2 separate regions of the Sus scrofa genome follow, and region 2 is linked to region 1. Evidence: chromatin contacts called from public HiChIP or PLAC-seq data. All regions are on one chromosome and are shown on one strand. The core of a region is the stretch at or near the end of the contact, and the rest is flanking DNA. Distances in the headings are between cores, read along the strand shown.

What was found. HiChIP or PLAC-seq counts read pairs in DNA pulled down with a chosen protein or histone mark.
Region 2: an H3K27ac HiChIP or PLAC-seq map of alveolar macrophages shows a contact between it and region 1. The contact joins two enhancer-like sites. A contact is called at or near these places in 1 of 47 Hi-C or Micro-C datasets (embryonic fibroblasts) and 1 of 2 datasets of contacts at active chromatin or transcription factors (alveolar macrophages).

Annotation. Positions count from the first base shown.
Region 1 is chr15:132,276,987-132,284,443 of Sscrofa11.1, reverse strand. No RefSeq gene overlaps it. Among named protein-coding and RNA genes, the nearest start is that of TEX44, 15 kb to the right of the region's middle. Within about 2 kb of position 4,298, at least 53 of the 83 cell types and tissues checked have an H3K27ac peak or open chromatin away from gene starts, as enhancers often do. A contact at or near this core is called in alveolar macrophages, where this site is marked.
Region 2 is chr15:132,883,333-132,890,789 of Sscrofa11.1, reverse strand. The region is part of intron 14 of DIS3L2 (DIS3 like 3'-5' exoribonuclease 2); the gene reads right to left. Among named protein-coding and RNA genes, the nearest start is that of ECEL1, 110 kb to the left of the region's middle. Within about 2 kb of position 3,464, at least 40 of the 83 cell types and tissues checked have an H3K27ac peak or open chromatin away from gene starts, as enhancers often do. A contact at or near this core is called in alveolar macrophages, where this site is marked.

The sequences.
Region 1 (7,457 bases), core at 3,049-5,548:
TCTGTTGCTGCAGAATTTCACAGCACAGTCGGAGAGCCTGGGCTCTAGGGTCAGATGACCTGGTTGGCATCAAGCTTAGCCATGGACTGTTGACTTCCAGTAACGATGGCAAACGCTTCTTTAGTAACTGCTATAGGCCAGGCTCTGTACATAAAGTTCATTTAAATTTATATAAATTTATTTAAGCCATAGGACCACACCCTGGGGGGCAGGCACCATTAGTAACCCCATTTTATAGATGGGAAAACTGAAGGAGAATGGTTAAGGCCAGGGCTTCGGATCCTCAACCAGAGCAAGAACATGGAGACTGAAGTGTCATGGTGGACGGGACAGTGGAGGACAAAGGATGCCAGTGCTCTTGGCTTCTCTAACCTGCTCTCCTCACTGCCAAACCTGGCCAAGGACAGGCAGAAACCGCGTGGTTTACCATTTGAGTCACTCGTATTGACTAAGAGTTTAAACATGACTTGCATCCCTGTGCAGGGTGTGGAGAGAAGAAAGGAGAAGCTGTCTCAGCTTCTGGAACCTTCCACCACCTCTACAAGGGCAAGAGCGTCTGAGTTGGTCTATGAGCAGGAGGGAGCTCAGGGACCAAAACTTCCTCCTAATGGGACAGCTGGGGGGTAAGGGGTAGGCGAGGTTCCGCCTCAGAGAGCAGAGAAGAGGGGAAGGGACCCCGCACAGGGAAAAAGTGGGCACAGTTGACAAAGACACTCCTGAAAAATAAAAAATAAATAAAAAATAAAGGGAGTTCCCCTCATGGCTCATTGATTAATGATCCCAACTAGGAACCATGAGGACACGGGTTCAATCCCTGGCCTTGCTCAGTGGGTTAAGGATCCGGTGTTGCCATGAGCTGTGGTGTAGTTCACAGATGTGGCTCGGATCTGGCGTGGCTGTGGTTGTGGTGTAGGCCAGCAGTTGTAGCTCCAATTCAACCCCAACCCCTAGCCTGGGAACCTCCATATCCAGCAGGTGCGGCCCTAAAAGGATAAAAAAAAAAAGACACACCTGGAGAAAAGGCCCGTTCAGAAGACTTGGGCTCCCCCATGACGGCTTAGGAAACAAGATAATGCCGCAGGGGGAAAGGAGCCGCCACTCCAAGGGATCTAGGGACATTCCCTTCTCTCCCACTCGCCACAGCAAGAGGGCTCTGGGCCTCCATGGATCTGGGCGGCGCTTCCCCTCCATCCTTCTCCCATCCTCTCCTCCAATGGACGCTGCCTCCGGTGGTCAGTCTGCAGGGAGGGGACCCGCCAGGGATTCCAAAAACCCCACAGAGCCAGACACGGTCTTCATCGAGGACTCCCCTCCTCTTCGAGGACGGCCCCCTCACCCCTGTACCCCAGCTTGGACGCCGCCGTGGGAGTCTGGCTTCTCTGGCTGAGCTCAGCAAGCCTCACTCCGTTTCTTGCACACACAGTTTCTTGCACTTTTCCCGCCAGCATGGCCGGAAAATTGGTTCCCTTGGCGCGCAGACACAAACAAACTGAACGCAGCTCAGCGTGGACAGGGCAGGATCGGGCTTCGGACACACAGTCCCCGTGGGGCTCATGGGGATCGCGGGCCTGTCCTCACTCCCTCGGGCCTCCCCCGCCCCTCTCACTCCACCCCCCTTTCTGCAGGCCCCTCTCTCCTTCCTCCCTGAGGCGGGGGGCGGTTCCAGGATCACAGAGGGGTCCCCCGCGCTCTGGTGCTTTCTGTCCGCTAGTGTGCCCAATTTCCCGCAGGGGCGGGTGACTTTCTGCCCCGGAGATGCCCGCGCGTGGTGGCCTCGTACGGCGATCTCCGGCTGCGCCGGGCTGCGCGCGCGCCTGGGTGCCCGTCTGCGCCGCCCGCCCCTTGGGAGAAACATGAGGGTATCATATCAGCTGGAGGCAGAGGCAGCCCGGCTCGGGCTCTGCGGACACTGAACCCGCCTGACCGCCCCCCACCCCCGGCTCCCTAACGTGCCGCCCCAGAGGAACTGGGGTCGCCAAGGGCGCCTCACGAAGCGCAGAGGCACTCGGGCCGGGTGACCGTCAACTTTGCGCACAAATATGGGGCTTAGGGGCCGCAGGCCTTGGCGGCGGGGACTGGACGGCCAGAGCGGTGCGTCTGGAGAGAGCTTGGCTCCTCCGCAAGGGACTTCGGAGTCCCGCTGGGGGTGCCGCTCAGCCCGGGCGGGGGGGACCGGGGACGGGGAGGCGGCTCTGCCAAGCTCCTGTTGAGCCCTGCGGCGCGCTCGGGAGAGGCGGGCCCGCTCGCAGGCACTGCCGGGGACGCGGGAACAAAGACGGCCCGCGGCCGGATGCAGTCATGGAAAAACCCATCGGGGCGCCGGGGCGGGGGCGGCAGGGGAGGGGCGGCGCGCGCCAGCCAGCCTTGCCACCCTTGCCACCCTAGGCGGCCCGCCCGGGTGGGGCTGCTCTCGGACCCCGCCCCGGAGCGCTCCTCGCCGGCGGAGAGGAGGCCCGGGAAAACAGAAAATGCTGGGCGGGAAGGGGAGGCCTGCGGACCGAGAACCAGAAGCGTCCTGGTTCCGGGTGCTGCCCGCCAGGCTCTCGGCCGGGAGGGGAGGGTGGCCCGGCCGGCGCACGCCGGGTACACGCGGCGCTGCACACCGCCACTTGGCGGCTGCGGCAGCGGGTGGCGGCTGGCCCATAGGGGGCGCGCACAGACCCAGGCAATGGCGCGGACGCGTGTGCGGCGGCTCACACGCCTCTGCATACACATGATCACTTACACGCACGTGCGGCTAGACACGCGAGCTGCCCCCAGCTCCCAGCACGGAGGCGAGGAAAGTGTCCTACCGAGGGGGGCCGAATTAGAGGCTCGTTAGCTGGTCCCCGCGGCTAGTGGCAGAACCCTAGGAGCTGGGGGCGAGGGTCTTAGAAGAAACAGAGGCTAGGGTCCCCCCACCCCCACTTTACAGGTGCGTGCCCAGGTCCCATCCCCGGGCTGGAGTTTGCTTCTCACGCAGAACGCTGCCGCGCTGTCTTTGTCTTTGGAACCTGCCTGGAGACCGGGAGGCGTAAGGACATTTTTTTTTCTTTCTTTAGAAAAGGAAAGTGTTGGCGCAAGTTGGACTCAGTGACTTCAGAGGCCTTTTCCAGTTATGACTTATTATGAAGAAGGAACTGGCCCCAGAGGCCATAAAAGGAGTTGGTAGGAGCAGAGAAAAAAACTTTGGGTGCCTGGTTTGGCCCCAGCCACAGGCTCCAATGGAAATGCAGACGAGGACCTGGTTCTGGGGGCCCAGGGCCAGATTCTGGAGCAGAAGAGACCCCAGGTTTTGCCTGAATGGGGAGGCTGTTGGGTTGGGGTGGCAGGTGTGGGATTCCTGAAAGCCAGACACAATGAAGCAGAAGCCCACAACCTCAAAAGTTTCAAGTTCAAGAAGAGGGCTACATTTATGAACCCTGGCTGTTGAAACTGTTGTGGGAGTACAGTTGCCGCAGGGGCTCTAGCCTCCACTCAGAAAACGGGGTCCAGAGAAGCAGGTACACCAGCAACAGGACGGGGTCAGACGGGCTGCCATGTACTTGTGGTCCCCTTGGGAAGTGAGGTTGGAATCAAATGACCTAGCCCTGCTTCTCTCTAATTTCCTGGTTTGGGGGATCTTACCCAGCATCTTTGGGCCTCAAAGATGCTGCTCATCTGTAGGCACAAGAGCTCCTCCGTAGGGGTGTTTTGGGGATTGAAAGTGGTATAAGCCCCCATTCCATCCTGCCTTCCCTCCTTTTCCACTTCTCAAAGTCCCTGGTGCTTGCTCACTAGGACTCCTTCCAAGTCCTAGTTTCCCGAGAGCAGGTGGGGTCCAGTGGGACGAAGGCTGGGGAGCAGCGCCCCCTGGTGGGTGATATCAGGAGGGCGCAGTCCGTCTGCGAGGACACGCCTGGGCTAATCTGCTTAGCGCCTGCTGGGCTCTGGCGAGTCCAGCCTCCCTGCGCGGATCCTGGAGCTCTCCTCGGGGAAGTTTTTCCTTCTTGCCTCAGTTACTCCCTTGAGCAAGCACAGAGAATCCTGTTTCTCCGCAGCAGACTCTCCTCTGCCCTCACACAGCCCAGCTTCTCCTATTTTCACAGGCTTCTTTCACTTCTGCTGCGGAGGAATCCCTTTGGCATTTATACTGCGCTGCCCAGCTTACGAAGCACTTCGACACACATTGCTTGTCCCTGAGGCGTGCTGTTTCTAGGTGGCGATGGCGCTAGACGGATAAAAGATCGTGATTTGGAGTGCGGCTCCAGCCCAGTGGACTGGTTTGGATCCTGCCTCCTCCATCCAGCTGTGTAACCAGAGCAACGTTCAAAACATTGAATAACCAGTAGGACAGGCAGGGACCAATCAGAACAGACCCTGCCCTAAACACCAGGTACAGCCATATGTGTGTACCTGCTGAAGATTCTGGAATAATCTCAACCTCCTTGGGCCTCAGTGTTTGTACCTGCAGTATGGACACAATGATCCGAATAGTACCACTCTCTAGGGCTGTAGTGAAGGCTAAATTAGTTAATGCATATAAACGATTGAGAAACCATTGTCTGCCACATAGAAGAGAGCTTTATTACTCAGACTCAGTGACCCAGGGAGATTGCCACTCGTAACAGCGATCCTTAGATGAGCCCACTGTATGCACCCAAACCTGCCTCCTGGCTCCCCTCCTCCTTCCCACACCTCCTGGTCTGGTCCTCTGGTTATTCTACTCTCTAGAAGTGTGTGCCTCTCAAACCTTCCCATGTATGCAAATTTCTGGAAGATCTTGTTACCCTGCAGAATTGCAGATTCTGATGGAGGAGGTCTGTGTGGGGCTTGGGATTCTTTAGTTCCTACCAGCTCCCAGGCGGTGCTGATGCGTGTCTGAGAAGCAAGACTCGTGAAGATCCCTGCAGAAACAAAGGTGTCAGCTGATCCATCTGGCAGTGTTTACTGAGCACCTACTCAATGCAAGGCAGTGTAAGGATCCAAACAGTCCGAGGGCTGGCTTCCAACTTTAAGCAGCAGAGAAGTTGCCGCACGAACACAGGTTGAAACTAACAATCAGGCCAAGGGGCTAACGTGCCAAATGGTGGGAGGTACATGCGGGGAATCCATTCTCTTCCCCGCAGCCAGAGAGGTGCTTTCAACAGGGAAAGATTTTTTTTTTTGCCTTTGTCTTTTGGGTTTTTTTTTTTTTTTTTTGTCTTTTTAGGGCCGCATCCTCGACATATGGAGGTTCCCAGGCTGGGGGTTGAATCAGAGCTGTAGCTGCCAGCCTACACCACAGCCACAGCAACACCAGATCCGAGCCGTGTCTGCGACCTACACCACAGCTCACGGTCCCTGTCTTGATGTTCTTGGTACTTTTTGAACAAGGGGCTTTGTGTTTTCGTTTTGCACTTGGGCGCCATATGTTAGGTAGCTGGTTCTGCTCACCAGCTCTGGTTCCTCGGGCCAGGATCGTTTCCCAGAGACCATCTGGGAGAGGTGGGAGGAGAAGTGGACCTGGGTGACTCCTTTTATTTATTTATTTTTTTTAGGGCCACACCTGCGGCATATGGAAATCCCAGGATAGGGGTCGAATCGAGCTGTAGCTGCCGGCCTACACCACAGCCGCAGCAAAGCCAGCTCTGAGCCATTTGCAGCAATGAGGGAGCCTTAACCCACTGAGCAAGGGCCAGGGTTTGAACCCGTGTCCTCAAGGATACTAGTCAGGTTCTTAACCTGTTAAGCCACAAGGGGAACTCCCCGGGTGAGTCCTTGAACAGGTCCTGTGTGTGAAACTGAGATCACAGAGTCGGGTTCGTCCAGAGAGGAGGAGAGGACGAGAGCTGGAGGCTCTTTTCAAGAGAGGATCGGGCTGTGGAGACGCACTGCCCGGGAAAGCCAGCCCCGGGGCCACTCTCTGAGAGAGGCCAGATGCCGCCTGCCATCCAAGCTGTCAGACTGTTGATAAGAGACATGAAGATTTGCCCGGAGGGGGCAGATGCCTGGCTTGGGTGGGACAGGCAGGGCGCCCTGGCTCCTTCGCCAACAGCTGCTCTGGATGCTCAGCTTGTTCTCTGTGGCCTGGGTTCAGATACCGTGTCTCTGAGTCCAGCCTGGCCTGGAGACAGGCTGTCAGAGGCTTGGGTGTTACCCTGTTGTGACAGGTACCATTAGGAGGGAGGAGCCTGAGAGGCCTGGATAGACTGTGTCACTTAAGTCCTGAGACCTAGTTACACGGCTGAGTCCCGAGGGTCCCCCAGGCTGGCCTGGGCCAGGTCTTGGGCCCAAATTTAGGTCACTGCCTTCTCACCCGTCACGTTCTCTCTGCTCCCGCAGTGTCTTGTCCCTCACCTCCTTCCTCTCCGGCTCGGAACCTCAGCCTCCCTCCTCTGTGACTGGTGCCACCTGCCTCAGTTTACACATGTACTTGTCACTTTCACTCTCGCAGTTTACTCTCAGTGGGCAGGACGAGGGTCTGTTCCCTAGCTTTTCCCTTGTCCTGCGCTCATTTTTCTTTTTCTTTTTTTCCCCCATACTCATGCCATGTGGAAGTTCCCCAGCCAGGGATTGAACCCACACCACAGCAGTGACCCCAGCCGCTGCAGTGCCAAAAGCCAGATCCTTAACCTACTGTGCCACAGGGGAACTCCCGCAGTCATTTTTGAACAAGGGGCCTCTCATTTTATTTTTGTACTGTGACCCCCACATTATGGAACCTGACCTGCTGATCTGCTCTCACCAGGCCAGGAGGACAGGTTCCAAGGCGCTGGAGATCCCAACCTGACAAGGGGTTCCGAGTGCCAGAGGCATCTCATGTACTCTGGAAGGGGAGTGAATGTCCACGGGCCCACAGGAAGGCCATGCTGAGCGCCTACTGTGTGCCAGTGAGGGTGACAGTGCGGGGCCAGACTGCTACAAACAGAAGCGCTTTTCTTCAGGGAGTTTACCCAGGAGAGCGTTTATAAGTCAGACAAAGCCTGGCGTCCAGGGGCCTCCTGGGCAGGAGTGGGGAGAAAACCCGGGCAGCGGGGAGCCAAGTTGGGGAGCCCTGCTTTGGGCGCAGACCCCGCCCTGCCTGGGTCGCCGGCCTCCGAGAGCTGAAAGGGCCTCTGTGCTCCGTCCCCCGCCTGCCCGCCGGCCAGGAGCGCATTTCCTCAGCTGCGCCAGACCCCGGGGGCTCCGCAGACCCTCTGGGGACAGACACAAATAGTTCCCGGCCCTGCTGCCCCGGCCAGTTACCTTGGGAACCAAACTCAATCGCCTGACGTCATCGGGCCGTTGCATAGCAACCGGCAGAAACTCTCCCTCCAGCCTCCAGCTCTCCCCGCCTCCGCGGAGAGGTCGCCGTCGCCATGGAGACAGCGGGGCTGGGCAGGGTGGAGGATGCCCCCGACCCGCCGGCGCTGTTCTCGCCGCCCCTTGCCTGCTGGGCGGCGCCCTCCGCTGTGATCCGGGGCTGCTCCTTTCCGCGGCGGAAGGGAACCAGTCCCAGCGGAGGAAAGGTCGCCGCC
Region 2 (7,457 bases), core at 2,215-4,714, 610 kb before region 1:
TCCTCCCATCTCTCTTTCTTGGATGCGCCCTCCTCTGGGGAGGCAGCATGAGGGGCCCCTGCCTCCCAGGGCTTCCTGGGCATCCCATTCCTATCCCATCACAGCAGGTGGCCCACCCCCCGTGATCACCCCTTTCATCACGGGCTGTACCTCTCCTCCCCACTCCACGCCACCCACCCCGGGCCCAGGGCCAGGCATTGGGCAACTGTGCACGGTCAAGGATTCCCATGGAGTTCCCTGGTGGCTAAGCAGGTTAAGGATCAGGATTGTCACTGCTGTGGCTCTGGTTATAGCTGTGACTCAGGTTTGATTCCTGGCCTGGGAACTTTGCATGTCATGGCTGTGACCAAAAAAATACAAAATAAAGAAAAGATTTCCAGGTCAGGGCACATTCTGGCGCTTGGAGGGCTGCGTCCCTGCCACCACACCCTTTTCTGCGTAGCAACAGCCCTCAGGCACATACCTCTGACCCCTACCACTTGCTGCTGGAAGTTGTTGAAATCATAAAGCTCTGCCTAGGAAAAGAGCTCCACTGACCTCTCTCCTAAACATGAGAAAGAAGCAATTGCGTTCCTGGCTCTCCCCAGGCCACGTCTACGGGGCACCGCTCCCCTCTCACGGCAAACTGGCGGCCTTGCTTTAAACCAACCCCGAGTGAGGCGCCTCCCACCTACAGCCGTTCATTGCTTGTTCACTTCCTCACCCTCAAACCTTTTGGAGCTGCTGCTGCGGGTCGGTGCGGTGAGACAGTGAAGAGCCACCCGTTAGGCACAGGTGACAGGCTACGTGCAGCCCCTGAAAGCCTCTTGGAGCCCAGGAGGTGCTTTTATCCCCTTCTAAAGCATGGGGAGCTTAAGGTGCAAAGAGGTGATCAGGCCCAAGTCCCCCTGCTCCCAACCAGCGGCAGGGAGTCATCACCAGTCTGCGTGACCTCAAGGCCCTGTTGCCTCTGTGATGCCCTGGACACTGCTGCCACCAGAAAGCCTGGGCCTGCCCTCCGGGAGCCCCACCCTAGTGGGGTAATACGCCTGCAGATGCGAGGTCACTTCCAAGAGATGGCTGAGGAGGGCCACACGAAAGGGACGCAACAGTACAGGTGCGGAGGAGGGAACGCATCAAGTAAGACTGGAAAATAAGGGATCTAGGGAGGAGAGACGAGGGCTGGGGGTGGGGGCAGGCAAGCATGGCCCCCAGGGCCCTGGGTGCCGGACCCAGGATGGGGGGACAGTGGCACCCCGGAGCAGAGGCCTGGTGCAGCTGGGGGAAGAGTCAGGGCTGGCAGGAGGCAGCCAGAAAGGGCAGGACAGGCCAGAGCTCAGGGCCGCAGGCAAGCTTGGGAGTGGGCAAGACTGTCACAGGGCCCAGCGGGACAAAGTGGGAGGGAGCTCGGAGGGTGACGCGGTGGCTGAGAAGTGGAAAGTGGCATGAGAAGAGGGAACCAGGCCCCGCTGGGTGGTTGTGCAAACCCAGCAGTGGGGCGGGGGAGTGCCCTGGAGGTGGCCGCTGGACTTGGCTGGCAGGAGCGCGTGGCTGTGGCCGTGGGGATGGGCAAGGTGATTCTGAAAACCAAAGATTCAAGGGTGAGGGAGGCGGTCAAGAGTGGACTCCTGGCAATACACTATCAGTGAGAGAGGCAAGCGCTGGTCTGAGAGGGACCGAGAAAGGCCTCTGCAATGTTTTCTGTTATTGCCTGAGGTTTCCAGAGGATCGGAGTACGTTTTCAGGAGGAGCCAATAGGAAAGAACCCGGGGCTGAGCGCGAGACCAGTGCGGGAGGGAGGGAGCTCCAGGAGGGAGGTGGGCCTCCAGGGCTGGGTGCAGGGGGGGGGGCTCTGCGCTGCCCCCTGTGAAGGGGGACCCTGGGGGAGACCCCCCCCGAGTGGGGATCAGCTGGGTAACCCGGAAGCCTTGCCTGACGACTGTCCCCAAAAGTGTCTTCTCAAGTCCACTGGACACAGGAGAGAGGAGAGAGCCCTACACCCACCAGGTCAACAAAAGGAGGCCCTGGACCTGGCCTCGGCACAGGGCAGCCTCCCCGGGCCGCCCTGGGTGGGGGGTGCTGGTCTCTGAACTGCGGCAAAGGCAGGCACGGTCCAGACGGGGGTCAGAGTTGGGCTGGCCACGCCGAGCTGGTTGCTCTCCGCTCCCCTAGAACTGCCTTAGACGAGGGGGGCGGCTGGTGATGTGCCGGGGGTCTCAGGCCTGCGCGGCGCTGATGCTGACGGCAGGCTGCAGTCCCGCCCTGCCAGGCCTGGGCCTCTCCTCCGCCTCGACCCTGACCTCTCCGCCCTGCCGGGCAAGAGGGGCTGGGCCTCCACAACGTTCCCTTTCCAGATCCATTTTACCAGCCTAACCAGATGAGAGACTCAGCCCACCCCTTCCCCACCCAGAACGCTCAGAAGGTGGCTTTGGAAAGGATCACAGAGCTGGGCAGCCAGGGCAGAGTGGCATGGCTGCCGCCCAACCCTGAAAATGCATCGCTTTTCAAAGACCAAAACCAACTGAGAGACTAGAACAGCCTCTTTCCCCTCAGCCACCAGGCACTTGTCGCAGCTCTGCGGAGTCTCATGCAAATGGAATCAGGCCACTTACGGAGCTAGTTCAATTAGCTCCTGGTGAAAACTACTAACTTGGAAATTTGATAAGAATTTGCTCCCTGCCAGCGGCAAATCCATTTCTTCTAAAGACGGCATTTTCCCCACTTGGGCACTCACCGCGGGCCGGGAGTCCTTGGGCTTTGCATTGGCCGTGAAGGCAGCTGCTGGGCCCTCCTGAGAGCAGCGTGCCCGAGCGGGTGGGGGGCGGGGGGGGGTTCACTGCGGCTGACAGCCCGAGGCTGTGACCACCCTGGAGGGGACCCGCTGCTCTCCTGGCGCCCCCAAATTGAGTGGGATGTGGTGGGAAAATGCAAGGGCCCAGGGAGTCGGAGCAGGGGAGGTGGGAAGTCTGGAGCCAATGAAGACAGAAGTGGGAGCAGCTGGGCTGGGGCGGGGGAGGGAGCGAGGTGGAGCTGGTGGCCTGTGAGCCTGAAAGGGGGAGGCCTGGAGAGAGGGAGCTGCCGGCAGAGTGGCCTGGGGGCGGTGAGGGGGCGCCCACCCACGGCAGCAGGCACCCTGCTGCAGGCCTCTGCGCCGAGGGTGCTGCGGCTGCGGCTCGGGCCTCTCGCTGACCCCTCTCCTCCTGGGCTGACTGCAACCTGCTGAGCGCTTTGGACCTTCCCATGAAACCGCAGGGAAATGAATGGGGCCGCGTTCACAGGCACGGAAAAGCCCAGAGGAGCAGGCCTCTGGAGCCAGACATAACAGGCCCCGTGGGTGAGGCCGGAGCCAGGTTTCCTCTTCGGGGAGGCTGAATCCACTCCAGGCCTTTCTATAGGCTCAGCAGGCGGGGCCCAGCTGCAGCAGGAGGCACGTTTCAGCTGCTTGTTTTTCTAGCTCTAGAGGAAGTCTCCAGAGGCTCCGCTTCAGAGAGGCCGGGGCCCTGCCAAAGGGAGGCCCAGCGGCTGCGGTAGGGAGTGGGGAGGGGACATGCGGGGAGCCGGTTGACAGGCAGAAAGCCCTTTGTCAGCGTAAAGCTGGAGAAGCCTCGCTCCCTTCCCGAGGTTCAGGGCTCTGCTCTTCAAGGCACCAGCAGGCCTGCGTGGGGCAGTGGCCCTGGGCTGAGCTGGTGGACAAAAAACTCCCCCAAAGCAGAACCGGGGCGCAGTTTGTGCTGAGCGGCCTGGCAGAGCTGGGTCACTAGGGCTTGCTGGCTCCACTGCGGTGGGGACACACATGGCTTCTGCCACTCCTCGCTGCTGTCTAACTGGAATTAGAACCGCTGACCAGAGGAGGTGCAGCCAAGACGCACAGAAGCCAGGCCACCTCTGGGAGCCACCATAGGGCCCTCCAATGGCTTATCTGCCCCGCGTGGACCCCAGCCCAGCAGCAGGGGCTGGTTCTGCAGCCTAGGATAAAGGACAGAGCTTGGATAAGCTCCGTAGGGGCTGGCAAGGCCATCACTGACGATGACCACTTGTTGGTCACTTTTGATTTGGAAATTAGGCTTTAGGCCCCCAAATATTTGAGAGAGAAGTGTGTTCTGGATACACGGGTCCCCCCCTGCCGCACACACGACAAAAGGCAGCTGGGTAGCAGAGGACAAGGCACAAAGGCAGGCGTTCCTGAGCATTTGAGCGTGCTTTGCTCACCTCCGAGACACTTTTGGCCCCAGGGCCTCTGGGGAGCAGCTCCCCTTGGGCAGGGCCACCCCCCCCACCACACGGCCACCACAGGCTGGTCTCAGGCCAGGCTTTCTGGGCACATTATTTCATTGAGTCCTCACAAAACCCCGCATGGGAAGTGGCAGGTCAGCCCTAAATCTATGCAGAGGGAAACCGAGTGTCTGAGAAGCCAAGGACAGTGACCATGGAGATGAGAGAATGTGGCGGGGCTGTGGTCTGGAGACTGGGCTTTGTGACTCTAAGGTCTGTCCTCTGTCCCCATCTTGTGACGGGAGGGGGGGCCAGGCCTGGTGCTGTGAGCGGAGGAAGGGCAGCTCATGTGTCCATCTGGAATGGGAATCCCAGTGCTTTAGGTCAGTGGTGGCTTCTCTGCCACAAAGGGAGAGCGTGTGTCTCTCTCCCGCCCCGGCCCCAGCGCAGCAATGCCACCTCGGGCCAGCCGGTGGGCAGCTGAGTGGGCAGCTGGGCCCGTGGAGGGAGGCCCACAGGGGGTGCAGCAAGCTGCCCGGGGGCTGCTTCTCTGCCCACTGTGGGAATCAGCTGGAGCAGTGGGGCCTGAGCCCCGACACACCGACCTCCTACGGGCACTGCGCGGGGGACCCCAGGAGGAGAAGGACGGGTGCAAGGCACAGGTGGGACGTGTCCTGGCGGGGAAGCCATCTGGCTGTGAAACCACCTTGGGAAATAGCTGGGCAGACTGCATGAGGGTTCCAGTCGCTGCAGCGGCCCCTGCGGGGTTCCTCTTCACCCTAAGGTCCTCTCCTAAGGACTGGGCGCCAAGGTTTCCTTGCAGTGACCGGCCAAGGGCTCTGCTGACAGCGAGAGTCAACTCTGGGCCACGGTGGCACCTGGGGCGGTCCACCGCTTCCCTACGTCCTTCCTCCTGATTGTCAAGGGCACCTCCTGTCCTCAGCAAGGGCTGCAGCAGCTGCAGAGCCGAAGTCACTCATCTCGACCTAGTTCGCCATCTCCCTGGCAACCTCAGAGGGACGGGCAGCGGCTGCTCCCTGCCCCCGTGTCTGATGTTGGCACACCGCACAGGGCAACACGGAAGCCCGCCTTCGGGCCGGGCAGGGCCACCTCCATAACCCTGCCTTCCCGCCGCCTGTCTCCTGCTCAGCGGGACAAAGAGGACAGGCCTGGGGCTCCCTCCCCACGTGGACGCCTCCTCCCGTCTGCCTCTGGGGCTCCGGCCTCCTTTTGGTCGCGGTGCTGCCCCTGGGATGAGCACAAGCGCCGAGCTGGCTCCCTCCCACGGCTCTAGTTCGCCTGCCACTGGCTCACAGGCTCTGCCTCTTGCATCTGTGCACCTCGTTTTTGCTAACGCTTCTCCTGTTCCACCTGCGGAAACGTGCTGCGGAGGGTCACGGGGGAGCGGAGAGTCATCTTTGGGGCCGTGGCCGTCGTGACCCGTAGACATCCTGCCCTGCGAGCCGCCGAGCCCCACGGGCGAGCCTCACCCGAGCCCCGCTAGTCTGTCCCACGAGGGTGTTTTCTCACCCACCTCTGCGCCGGGCAAAGAATTCGGGCATTTTTGCTTCCCCTGCTGGCTTCCATCCTGTCAGGAGGCCCAGCCCTGGCCATGTAAAGGCGCCGAGCTAAGGGCACTCTGGCGTCTTGTGTCAAAGGCTGCAGCTCCTGTGGCCCTGGCACCTCCCGCTGACCTGACGCCAGCCTCAGCCCAGCTCTCCCCGCGGCCACGAGGAAGCTGCCAGCCTCTTTGGGCTTCCCCTGGGGGGAATGGGCACCCACACTTCCTAGGACCCCCCCCCCCCGGGGCCTCTCTGCTGCTCCCTCACCTGCCACGCCCTAACCCACCTCCGCTGAATCTCAGTTCAAGGCATCCCCCTCGTTGGCCCAGGCCCTCTGGGCTCTTCTAGCCCCAGAACTCATTGTTGGATTGCGACTATCTCTTTTGAGGCCAGATTTCCAGTCTGGGGACCAGGCCTTGCCCGGCTCTGTGTCCCAGGGCCAAGGGCACGTGTAGGTGCCATTCCACCTGGCTCAGACGGGCCACGGACTGTGATGGCCAATGCTTTCTCAACTATGTCTGTTTGGGGAATGAACGTGGCACTTCAGAGACATGATTTGCTTGGTGTTCCACAGAAGATGCAAAAGGGGGGCGTTCCCTGGTGGTCTAGTGGTTAGGATTTGGTGCTTTCACTGTTGCGGCTTGGGTTCAATCCCTGGTCTGGGAACTGAGATCCCACATCGAGCCGCTACATGCTTTGGCCAAAAAGAAAAAAAAAAAAGAAAGATTCATTTAAAAAAAAATACAAATAAAAAAATGTTACAGGGAAAACAGGCCTGTTTGTAGAGGCGGAAGTGGGCTCCAGAAGGGCCTAGGAGTGGGGTTTGGCTCCTGCAGCTCCCCTTCAGTTCTCCCTGCTGGAAAGCAGGCAGGCAGGTGAACTCAACAGACGGAACCTAGGTCAGCTTCTGCCAGCCTGATGGGGCATGCTAAATGTGCTCCAATGAAACTCTTCCTTGCCTCTACACAGGCATGACTTAGATCCAGCGCTGGCGACAATGTGGCTGGGGCTCACTTGTTGGCCCCCTGAGAGATGAGCACTTTTGTCCAGAGCAGCCCTCCTCACTCTCAGTATGAAAGCTAGCAGATTAAAAAAAAAAAAAAAACCAAAAAACCCCCTCTCTTTCCACGCCTGGGCTGTTTCCACTGAACTAACACTTGTCTTATCACCCACTGGGACGCGGTGTGTTGAGTCTGGCAGAGCTCTTCACCAGTAATGCGACTTTTAAAATATTGACTCGCCGTTTTATGAACTAGGTTCAGAGTGGTTTAAACGGATTTATTCCCGTCCCGAGCCTCTGGGCTTCCCCAGCATTGTCGCGACCCTCCTAGACACACACAGCCGATCTCCAGGGCACACCGGCTCTCCCTCCACACCCTGGAGGGGTGGCGAGCAGGGAGACTGGTGGCTCTCGCCCCCACCTCGACCCCTGCATCTCTGGACCAAGGAAAGCTCTCAGACTCAAGCTGAGTGACAGCATCAGTCCTTTCCAGGTGCCACCCTCAACTCCACCTTAGACCCAAGGCCAGAACAGCCTGGATTAGGCCTCCTTCCAGGTGAGCTGAGTTGACGGCAAGGCAGCAAGGCCAGTGGGTGTCCAAACCTGACTACATCCCGTGGTTCTACTTTCTGAGCTGCCTCTGCCGGCCAAGTCCACCTTTCAGAGCCCTGCTTTTCCAGGACCTAGAGATGCTCTCCGAAAGT